Regions from separate parts of the Gossypium hirsutum genome. Here region 2 is linked to region 1. A link is a contact called in public Hi-C data. All regions are on one chromosome and are shown on one strand. Each heading gives the region's core, a stretch centred on a gene start, on an enhancer-like site or on the middle of the called end of the contact. The rest is flanking DNA. Distances are from core to core; before and after follow the strand shown.

What was found. A called contact is a pair of places that touch in the nucleus more often than the background predicts.
Region 2: a Hi-C map of hypocotyl shows a contact between it and region 1, with 4 times the contacts expected there. The contact joins the enhancer-like site here to the promoter of LOC107952055 in region 1. A contact is called at or near these places in 6 of 34 Hi-C or Micro-C datasets (callus, hypocotyl, leaf and 1 more).

Annotation. Positions count from the first base shown.
Region 1 is chrA03:35,890,224-35,895,691 of Gossypium_hirsutum_v2.1, forward strand. It overlaps LOC107952055 (vacuolar-sorting receptor 1), which reads right to left and starts at 3,449. Exons shown (of 12, transcript XM_041098167.1): 1 at 2,880-3,449; 2 at 1,934-2,626; 3 at 1,338-1,425; 4 at 1,158-1,228; 5 at 992-1,075; 6 at 557-633; 7 at 396-477; 8 at 153-235; 9 at 7-73. The coding sequence starts at 3,174.
Region 2 is chrA03:36,248,817-36,254,284 of Gossypium_hirsutum_v2.1, forward strand. It overlaps the pseudogene LOC107887043. Among protein-coding and RNA genes, the nearest start is that of LOC121226513, 22 kb to the right of the region's middle. Within about 2 kb of position 2,460, at least 5 of the 9 cell types and tissues checked have an H3K27ac peak or open chromatin away from gene starts, as enhancers often do.

The DNA of each region.
Region 1 (5,468 bases), core at 2,199-4,698:
TAGTACCTTCACAGCTGTTGACTCCATCACCCTTGAATCCAGGTGGGCACTCGCAGCCATGCGAATGATCATCCTGAACAATCCATTACAGGACCAAACAACTAAGAGACAGGAAAGAGAGAAGGAGAGGAGACAGACAAAGAGGAACTCACAAGACAAGCAGAGTACGTCTTTCCTTCTTGAGTTTCCCTCCAACATCCCCCATTATTGATTTCACATTGTAAAGCCCCAGAAGCTGTTAATTAGAAAAGCAGATAGTGTAGTATAAGAACTAAGCACATATGAGTTGCAAAATGTTAATTTATATTTTACTGTTGATATAGGACTTAAGCATAACCAAAAATAATTTCCATCAACAAATTAACATTGTCTTCCTTTTTAGGAAAATTATTGACCTTCACAATGTGTATAACCATCTCCAGAAAACTTCACACCATGAACTATTGGGCACTCACACACTCTTCCTCGGAAGGTATCCTACAAATAAAAAGGGACATCAGAAAAAGTTGAATTGAACATATACTTAATCTACAAAAACTCAAGGCAAGTGACATACCCTGCATGCAGTAATGTTAGCAGTCTTGTCCTCCCAACACCCACTATTGTTTTCCAAGCACTCATTAGTTTCAATATCTGCTCAGGACAATTTGTAATAAGAAATGAATATCACCTCTATTGTAGCCTGTACCTAGAAATACAAGTTTATCATTGTTTAACTATAATAGCATTGAAAAATCTATGTAAAGAGACAACTATTACTTTACCGAAGCTCATCTGGTGACAAGAAGTATGCAGCCTATAAAGGAAAGTTTCTGGAACTATTTTAATACCCAACAATGCTGACTTAACTCTTTCATTTCGTTCATTGGTAAATAAAGGAGCGCATAGCATGTACACTACGCAATAAAATGGTGAAAACCAGATAATTTAAATGTTTCGAAGGAGGACCACTAGAAGAAAATGGTTGTAAATTGAGTGCAATAATAATAACCTTTACTTAGACATATCGTTGGTTCTGTGGTCTCTTGAAAGCCAGCACAAATTGCCTTGAGAACAGCTCCTTTGTCCAACTTCCCTAAACGCATCAAAAAAAGCTTTGCGTCACAGAATGTAATTCATGCTGAGTGCTGGTAGTGACAGTAAGCTCAGATTCAAACCTCTATACTGTCTATTATTTATTACAAGAGTTGGCAGTATAGTTACATCTCCACGAGAGCCCTTGCCAATCCGAAACCAGAATTACAGCATAAAATGAAAACCTCAATGATAAAATATGACAAAGAGAGGCCCTGAATTTTTTTTCTAACTTTTTTATAAAAGTTTAGAATAGCTTAACCTGTGCATCTTGTTCAGCTTTAAGAACTGGGTTCTCCTCATCAGCCTCAGTGTCCCCAATGCATTTGTCTATTTTAGTGAGATCAACACCTATAAAGCCGAGAATAGAGGACAAATATACTAAGCATAAGTACATTGGCGATATATAAAGATATAACCTTGCTTTATCCATGCTTGACAGATTACTAAATAATCAACACTTCCAGCAGCAAATATCAGTGTTCTGGCTTTCCTAGATCCCAATAAAATCACAAATTATACAATATATGTAATAAATAAACATAAGGTAGATGCAAATGTAAATGCATATAAATTCAGTAGTGTTAAAGCAATGACCTAATTTCATTAACTTTGGCATACTAGATAAAAAGATGAGTAAAAAGGAAACATTTTATTATGTACATGCTATGAGACAGGAAGAAGAAATTACTTGTTTATCTGAAACAAAAGGAAACCATTTCAGTATTCTTATGCTCTATAAAATCAATCAAAACATAACACTAGCACCTTGTTAACACATTAAAGAAGCATCAATATTGTGTAGCCCATTCTTTGAATCATAGAAAATAAAAAAACATTGTGTAAAGCATTAACCTACCAAGAGACTGGATAACTTTATCTGCACAGTCTTTGGTATACTTCTTCTCTTTCATTGGGCAGCGGAGAGCAAAGTCCGTCACATAATCCCACCAAAGCCATGGCTTTCTACTTTCATTAGCAACTTTTAAAAAGCAAGCTTGGCGAAGATTTTGAAGCACGACATCTTTACCATCATATCCTTTACAGAAGTCTTGCTCAGGATCTGGGGCACAGTACCTCCCATGATTGATGCACTGTGACTTGCACTGTTTGCTGAGAAGAAAAGCTTCAGGGCAATACCAAGTTATATAGTGTGGGATGAACTGTGTGTACCCTTTCTGCTCGAGTACTTGAGCAGCTCCTTTGAAGTTCTTGACAAATTCCATCTGGCTGTCACACTTTGGTCCACACTCATCATTGCTATTTGTCCAAAACTCATACTCAACTCGCTCGTCAGGATGCGGAAGAGATTCGGTCCAGTCCAGACTGATTTTAACCATTTCCCCAAAGGTTATGCCGTTCTTCAAACTGTCTCCCAGAGATTTGCTAATGAGGGCAGATGGAATGGTGATGTTCTGCAGGTACTCAGCACTAGCATTCTTTTCTTCAGGGGTATCCATGGTAATCAAGGACTCATCCTGGTTGTCAGCAACAAGAATTGCAGCAGCTCCAGCTTTCTGAGCATTCCATGCCTTCAAGGTGAAGAAACAATCTGGCAGAAGAGAAAAAGCTAATTGAGAAGACAAAAACCGAAACCAAGGGAAAATAAGGCCAACAAGTTTAAATCAATACAGTAGGCAATTCTAAATATAACAAGTGCCAACTATCAACTACTAACATATTTAAGTATGCAAAACTCAGATTATCACGTGTCACATTTACAAAGATAGAACGTAATGATAACCCATCATAATTTCCAAAATTGGATCATCAATGATAAAATTTACAAGGAAAAACTGGCAGACCTCCACGATTAACAAGGAGAAAAGTAGGGAGTCCATCAGGCTTTGATTTGAAGGAGATGTCAAACTCATCAAAGATCTTGCATGCCCCTTGGTTTGCCTTAGGATAAACAACCGTACCAACCAAGGTTCCACCATATTGAGGGACCCCAAAATTCCCAATCGCGCATTCGTAAACTCCTTTGATTGACCCAGGTGATGTCACTTTCAAGCTGTTCTCCTCCACTACGAACCTCCCCAAACAATTCCCCAATAACATAATCCATACGCAGATTAAAACCCCAAACTTTTCTCTCATCTTTTCTCCACGCAAAAATAAGAAACTTTTGTGATAGTAACCCAAGATGAAGAACCTTTGAATCTATTACTTAGCATAAAAGTTACCCTTTTTTTAGGTGAATTTTTCTTTTCTATTTCTCCTTTTGCATTTGTATACCAAACAAAAATACAAAACAAAGAGTCCGTAAGAACAAGTTTGTAAGATTTATCGAAGTTTAGAATCTGATGCGATAAATCCAAGGTTTGAGAAATAGATTGGGCTTTTGGCTATATTATATCAATTTATCTTAGTTTACCAACATAAATAATTTACGATTTGAATTGCGTGATGATCTGATAAAAATAAAAAAGATTTGAATATTTGATGAAGGGCTTGGATTTTTAAGATGAGCCTAATAATAGATCTTATTTACTTATTTTTACACTATTCATTCCTTTCTTGAAATTTGAAAATTGGCTTACTCCAGGGCTAAACTGATAGATTTCATCTATCCCCACCCCACCCAATAAACAATTATCAAGGTTTTCTTTAACCATCATTTTGTTCAATAAGAATATGACTAGTCACTGTGGATTTCCTCCATTTTAATAAACCAAAATCTTTAACTGCAAAATAGAATATAATTCATAAATATGTTTTTGCACGTGTGTTGCCTTCTATTTTCCTCCTTAAATTGCTTCATTTTGTAAATCCCGCTGACTGAGATGAGTTTCGCTCGATAGGGATGCAAGCCCACATAAATTCAATTAAATTCTTTCATAAAAATTGTATATTTAATTATATATTTTAAATTTATATTTAATTTAGTTATATATTTGATGTGAACTCAATTACGAATTAATTCAGGATTTATATACCCGATTGTCTACATAAGTATTTGCACTAAATTTGAATGAAATTGAAAGAAAAAGTAAAGTAATGATAATTTTTTATGTAACTCTCAAATATAAATGAACCAGAAATGAACCAATAATATATATCAATACGACCCGAATTTTATAAAATTGTTTAAAATCGAAAAGTTTAGGAATGGATGGAACCTTAACCCCCTATCTACATTGAGATAAGAACCAAAGGTATAAGGATAATCGCTATATTTTGGGATGGTTAACAAAGTGATAAGATCGGTTTGAAAGCGCCACAAGAATGAGTTCTTGATAAGTTCAAAAAATTCTTAAAGAACAAAGAGATTAACTCAAATATGTTTATATAATACAAAGTCTTGACCTACAACAATGACTTAAACAAAATATATTGGACACTTAGTAGATGAATGGCCATGTTCAGCCATAAATGAAGTACATGAACAATTAAAATGGATTAATATATTTTCTTCAACAACCAATATTAGCTTCATAAATTCGTCCATGCGTGCTTAAGGATTAAATAAGCTCAAATAGTCACAATCAGCCATTATGATGGACAGTGACCTTTAATAGAGCATGAAAATGTCCAATAGTCACCTTCTAGAAGGTTTCTCCATGGCTTCATTCAATTCCCATCTTAAATAGTGCAATAAATCACTTTGTGTTGACCCAAAGGTCACTTTCAATGCCCATACGATCAACCATTTAAGTGTGAACAAAATGGATGCTTTTGTAAATCCGAACAACCCCATAGCAAAAATATGCAGCTCCTCTAAAATTTAATTAATCCAGCCATTAGTCTTCTACTGGGACATATTAAACAAACATTAGACACTCTAAATGCAATAATAAAGCTATAATAAACTTGGAAAGAATTTAACACACTTTAAGACATATTAAACATGCTTAAGACACATTTAAAAGGTGTAATAACAAAGACACAATTTAAACACTCATTAAACATGTAATAATGAAGACATATTAAAAACGTTGTAATAATAAAACATAAATAAATAAAAAGCTATAGAAATAAATAAATTATTTAAGATGTCCAGATTTGGGCCTTAAGAGTTATAGGCTTCTTAGGTTTAATCACTTTTTAAAACTCAATTGGCGGCTTCGGTTCGAGCCCAATTAAGGGACCCAAGATCACATCACTCCCTTCCTCTTCAAAGCAATTTGTCCTCAAATCGATACCTATATCATAAGGGAACGAGTGATCAAAGTTCAAGTGCTCAAAATAATTATCAAATGTATTTTCAGAAACCAAAGCTTTTTTTTCGAAGTTTGGAAGCTCAAAGTCTTTCAAAGTTATACAAGCAGCTCGGTCCAATTCAAAGTTGATAATAGATAGCGGCTTAGTTTCCCTCAAGGCCCAATTACGAGATCCAAATCTTTCTTCCTTGAGTTAAACAACTTGAATTCGATCCGCTTCCGCCTTCAATC
Region 2 (5,468 bases), core at 1,210-3,709, 360 kb after region 1:
CAATTATTGTTTTGCCCATGATTAATAAACATTTAAAACATTAACATATAAGGCCATTTTAGTCCACTTTCAATATAAATGGCATATTAACAACATAAGGAACTCATAATCAATACGCCATATCAAAAAGACACTTTTAACAGATAGCAAGCCATTTTTACATTTTATACGATTAGGTCCTTTTATCAGATTAAGCACACAAATGATCAAATTTTCCTACGAAACTTTTACAGACATAAATTCATATATTATAATGAGCACCCCACCCCACCAACAACTCTCGTTTGGATGAGCCATTGAGGATGGCTTCCACCTATCTAGCAATCAAAAACCCTTCCATCAGGGTGGTAGGTTTTAAAAGCTCTAGGTATTGCCCCACATCAGCTTTCAAATTACTGATGAATATACTGATAGCGTATTGTTTAGGTAACTGCAACTAATTTAACAAACTAATGAAAGAATTATAGTATTGATTGATCGAACCTGTATGTTTAAGGGAGAGTAATTCTTTCATAGGATCCTGGAAAGTTTGATATCCAAACTTGTCCTTGGGTTTTTGCGCATATGACTCCAATTCAACATGTGGAACCCCTTTGCCTTTGAGCATAAAAATGATGTCAATCGAGAGCCCTTCCCTCTAGATACAACATGACCATCCTTACTCTAGCATTCACCAAAATCTCCTCAGCCGAAAAGTACTATTCTAGTTTTGCCTACCAACCTCTAAATTTTGTACCGTCAAAACGAGGGCAATCCAATTTAGGGGGTTTAGTATTGACCTTGACAACATCGGACTTTTGGAATGGGAACAGGGAATCCTTAAGAGGAAATCTTGGTGGAGGCCCGCTCAACACTCCTTTCCCCTTGTCAGACAGTAAAAGTTTTCCCAAATATTGCTTAAATATACCATGAAGTTGACCTTGAAGCTCAACCTTCAACTTACCCCGAAAATCCTCCTTTAGTTTTTTGAACCTATCCCTAATATGACTATCCAATTTGTCTCCAATATGACTATCCAGTTGAGAGAGTTCGGATTGAAGCTCAGTGACTTCTTACTATAGATGAGTAACCTCCTTTTGTAGACAAGTGAAAATTCCATCCCCGACCATGAGAATTGGCTTGCTCTGATACCTTTGTTAGGAGATTGTTTCCAAGAAAACCAAGAGAACAAAAAACATAAAGAAAGAGCAGAGAAAGAAAATAAAATTTTCATTTATTTACTCAATAGCAAAAAACATGCCTTCCTTCTTTCCCTTATCCGTCGATTATAACAAAAAAGAATGATTGCCACATGGAAAGAAAGCAAAGGCAATTACAACTGAAACAAAACACAGCGTAATCAAAACTATTCATTTCATTAAAATCCCTTTTCCTCAAAACACTGTGTAGAATATTAAACACAAAACACAACATAATAATATAATTTAAAAACTTATTAAAGTACCCTTAACAAATATTTTGTTTTAAAAACGTACCCTAGAACTTTCAACAATTTCGAAGGCAGAGAGGATATTTATCTGAGTTTTTACTCTATTATCAAATTATCTAACAGTTGATTTTTATCTTATTAAATTAGATGGCCATTTCAACGAAGCGGTCTAAGAAAGAGGCGGCCCAAGAAAACCGGTTAAGAGAGGTTGCATATTAAAAATTAATTATCGTTTGCAGTAATACGGTTCCCTTATTTTCTTCTACATATCTCTCTTATCTATTTTCACATACCGCTCCAACCCGATTCGGCTCCGAAATGGACTCTGAGTCTGTAAGTTCCGCGAATCCCTCACGCTTGCCTCTGAGCATTTAGAAAGAAACCTTTCGGGAAAATAACATAAGAGAGAAAAAAAAAAGAAAAAACCGAATACATCCATTTCTAGGGCTTTAATTGAATGTATTCATCTATGTATTTAAAATTTAAATATTAATTGGACGTTAGTTATTTTCTTTTTCTTTTTCTTTTTCATATCTAGTTTTGAAGAATTCGCGATTGTAAATGCTGCTTAGGGTTCTTGAAGAATTGCTGCTTTGACATATATATATTTCGATTTGGAACGGGATTTCCTGGGTTGGTTTTTTAATGTTGGAACCTTTTCTTTTTGGAGGAGGTAGCCAGATTGGGGGGGGTTGATTTTAGGGTTTTTAGCCATTGATTTGCAAAACGGGAACGATAGGTTTGGGTTAGAGGATAATGTGTATACTGTGTGTGATTCAGAAGTGGTCTCGCCGGGTTGCTACGATGCTGCCTTGGTTAGTTATACCTCTCATAGGTTTATGGGCTCTTTCTCAGCTATTGCCACCTGATTTTCGATTTGAGATCACGTCCCCAAGGCTGGCTTGCGTTTTTGTGCTTTTGGCAACTCTGTTTTGGTATGAGATTTTAATTCCCCGGCTATCTGCTTGGAGGGTTAGAAGGAATGCACGCCTTAGGGAGAGGAAGAGGTTTGAGGCTATAGAATTGCAGAAGCTTCGCAAAACTGCGACACGAAGGTGCCGGAACTGCCTGACTCCATATAGGGATCAGAAACCTGGTGGTGGTCGGTTTATGTGCTCTTATTGTGGCCATATTTCAAAGAGACCTGTTTTGGACCTGCCAGGTCCACCTGGTCTGGGTATTTCAAATTCTGGGATCATTAAGGATCTTGTTGGAAAAAGTGGTAAACTCTTGAATGGAAAAGGATGGTCGGAGAATGGGTGGATGTGTGGGCAGGATTGGTTAGAGAATGGCAACTGGGTCTCTGGGTCTGTTGGAGGGAAGCCTAGCTATTGGTGGAAGAATGGCACTGGTGACTTTGGAGGAGTTGAAGATTGTTTGGCGAAGAAATCTTATTCAGGAATTGTTATTTTTGCATGCAGACTGTTAACGTCCTTCTTGAGCATTAGGTGGCTTTTGAGAAGGATTTTTGGGGTTAGTTCATCGAATTATGATGCTTCATCTGATGCAGACCACAGGGGCATGTTGACTAAGAGGGGTGAGAGTGGGACAAGCTTTCATGAGAGCAGAGGAGAAAAAGCACGCAGAAAAGCTGAAGAAAAGAGACAAGCTAGGTTAGAAAAAGAGCTTTTGGAGCAAGAAGAGAGAAAGCAAAGAGAGGAGGTTGCAAGATTGGTGGAAGAAAGGAGGAGACTGAGGGATGAAAAACTGGAGGCTGAAAGAGATCGCAGCAAATTATCACCATCTGCAAAGGAGAAAGAGATAAAAAGGGAAGCTGAAAATAAGTCTAAAGAGAGAAATAAAGAGAAAGATAAAGCATTTAGTAAGAGCCACACTGATGCAGAAGAGCTTGAAAAGAGAGCTGTTAAGGAAACTGAACTGAAGCATGACTTTGATAAGAAGTGTGAGATTGATTTCTGGGAACATCTGAGGTCTGGGTCTGATAATCTCAAGGGCAATGCTCTAGAAACAGGACATGTAATTAAAAGTACTCCTGCAATTAATTTTAGCCGGGGAAATGGTGGAACTAGATACCTTGACCGTATGAGGGGTACATTTTTGTCATCCTCTAAAGCTTTTACAGGAAGTAGTTTCTTTGGAAAGAATACTAATATTCCTGCTATTGCAAAAGAAAAAAAAACTAATAATCCTGTAGACCATGCCCATACTTCAGCCGATAGGAGGGATTTCTGTCCATCTGAACGAGTAGCTGGGAAGTTGAGTATGGATGGAGATGATAAGAATGCTAAAAACAACCACTCTGTAAGTTATTTGGCCCTGTTATTTGAGTTCATTATTTAGTAAATTAGTTCAATTCTTACCTTTCTGTGTATGATAATGAAAATACGGGCAATTTATTTTGAAATGATCCCAAATGCAAAGTAGAGTACTACTATGGCTGTATTAAGAGCAACCATCAGCCAGCTGATTCCAGTGGTAAATGAAATTTTCAAGCTTTCCTTGTTAGTAATATAATTGTATTATGTTATGTGCCTTGGCGTAGGATCTAGTCACAGGTCTAGACGAGAAAGAATTCTTGCTTCGACCTATGGTTACTCAAAAGGCAGATTCGTCCTTGACTGAACCCTCTTCCCAGACTAACTTTTGTGATAAAAATAAACTGCTTACTTTATTTCATGTTGTCAGCCTTTTTATAGGCTGTTAATTACAAAGGGAAAGTCCTAATATAATTCCTAATTTAAAGTTTATAAGGAAATAAAAAACCTAATATAATAAGTAAAACTAAAACTCTAAAGAAATTAAATAAATGTAAAACTCTAATTCCTGTTCCTTCTCTGATATTGTTTTCAAATGAAAACATCATATTATTGTTGTCATTTTTTCCCATGTGTGGTCCAGCACATAGTTTCATGTATTGGTTCTAAATGCGAGCCCCGAAGTTATTGGTGTCATGGCTTGTTGGTTTGGTTGGGCATATCTCATATTTTCCCTGGAATCAGCATGTTTTATTTATGTAGAATCTGATGTTTTCTCGAAGATTATGTGGCCTTTGGTACACATTATAGAACTTTATGTAGAAATAAACAATGCTAAAATATTGAGTTGTTCAATGCAGATGCTTTCAGAACCCCAACTGTGGGCAGCACCCAAAAAGTCTTGGCAACAGTTATTTACTCGTTCCCCTTCTCTTCCTCCCGTCTCAAATGCAAATGTTATTAGTAGACCGACTTCGAAGAATAAACCAGCAGCTCAGGGCTCACAATTTCCTAGTCATTCAACAATACAAACATTTGATAATCCTATCAATTTTGGACTACCATCACCATTTATATCTATGTACACAAATGGAGTCCCTAGCAGTAGTTTAGGTTTCTCACCAGCTATTGAACCCATTTTCCCTCGTGCTGCTGAAGGGCTAAGTGAAATTATACCAGAAGAACCAGAGCTTTTTGAAGACCCCTGTTATGTTCCTGATCCTGTATCCTTGCTTGGGCCTGTTTCTGAGTCGCTTGATAATTTTCAGTTGGACTTGGGTGCTGGGTTTGGGACGGATGTGGGAATGGAAAGGCCTCGTGGTTTGAAGAATATATCTGCTTCTTCTGAAATTAACAAGCCCTCACCTATTGAATCTCCTTTGTCAAGATCACGTTCTGCTACCCCAAAGGCCCAAGATCTTCAAACTTCTCCTGTGGATGATACTAATGCAAATGAGAAAAGGACATGGCAGATGTGGAGCAGTTCTCCCCTTGGTCAGGATGGTCTGGGCTTGATGGGTGATCCAGCAAGCTGGCTGCTACCCCTGGAACATAATAGATCAAACAAGGATGACTTTTTGCACCCTTCTTCTCAGAAAACTATGGCATCATTGTTCACAAAAGAGGACCCTATACTTGCTGGAAAACAATCTCCTCAGATGGTTTTTCTTGGTAATGGCCAGAATGGTGGAACATTCAGTCCTGTAACCGGCCTGAGTGATCATGATCCATGGTTACAGGATACTTCCTTTCCATCATTATGTGGCAGTAATAACCATTTTCCTAACAAGTCTCTGGACGAAATGAGTTATGGAAGTCTCAAT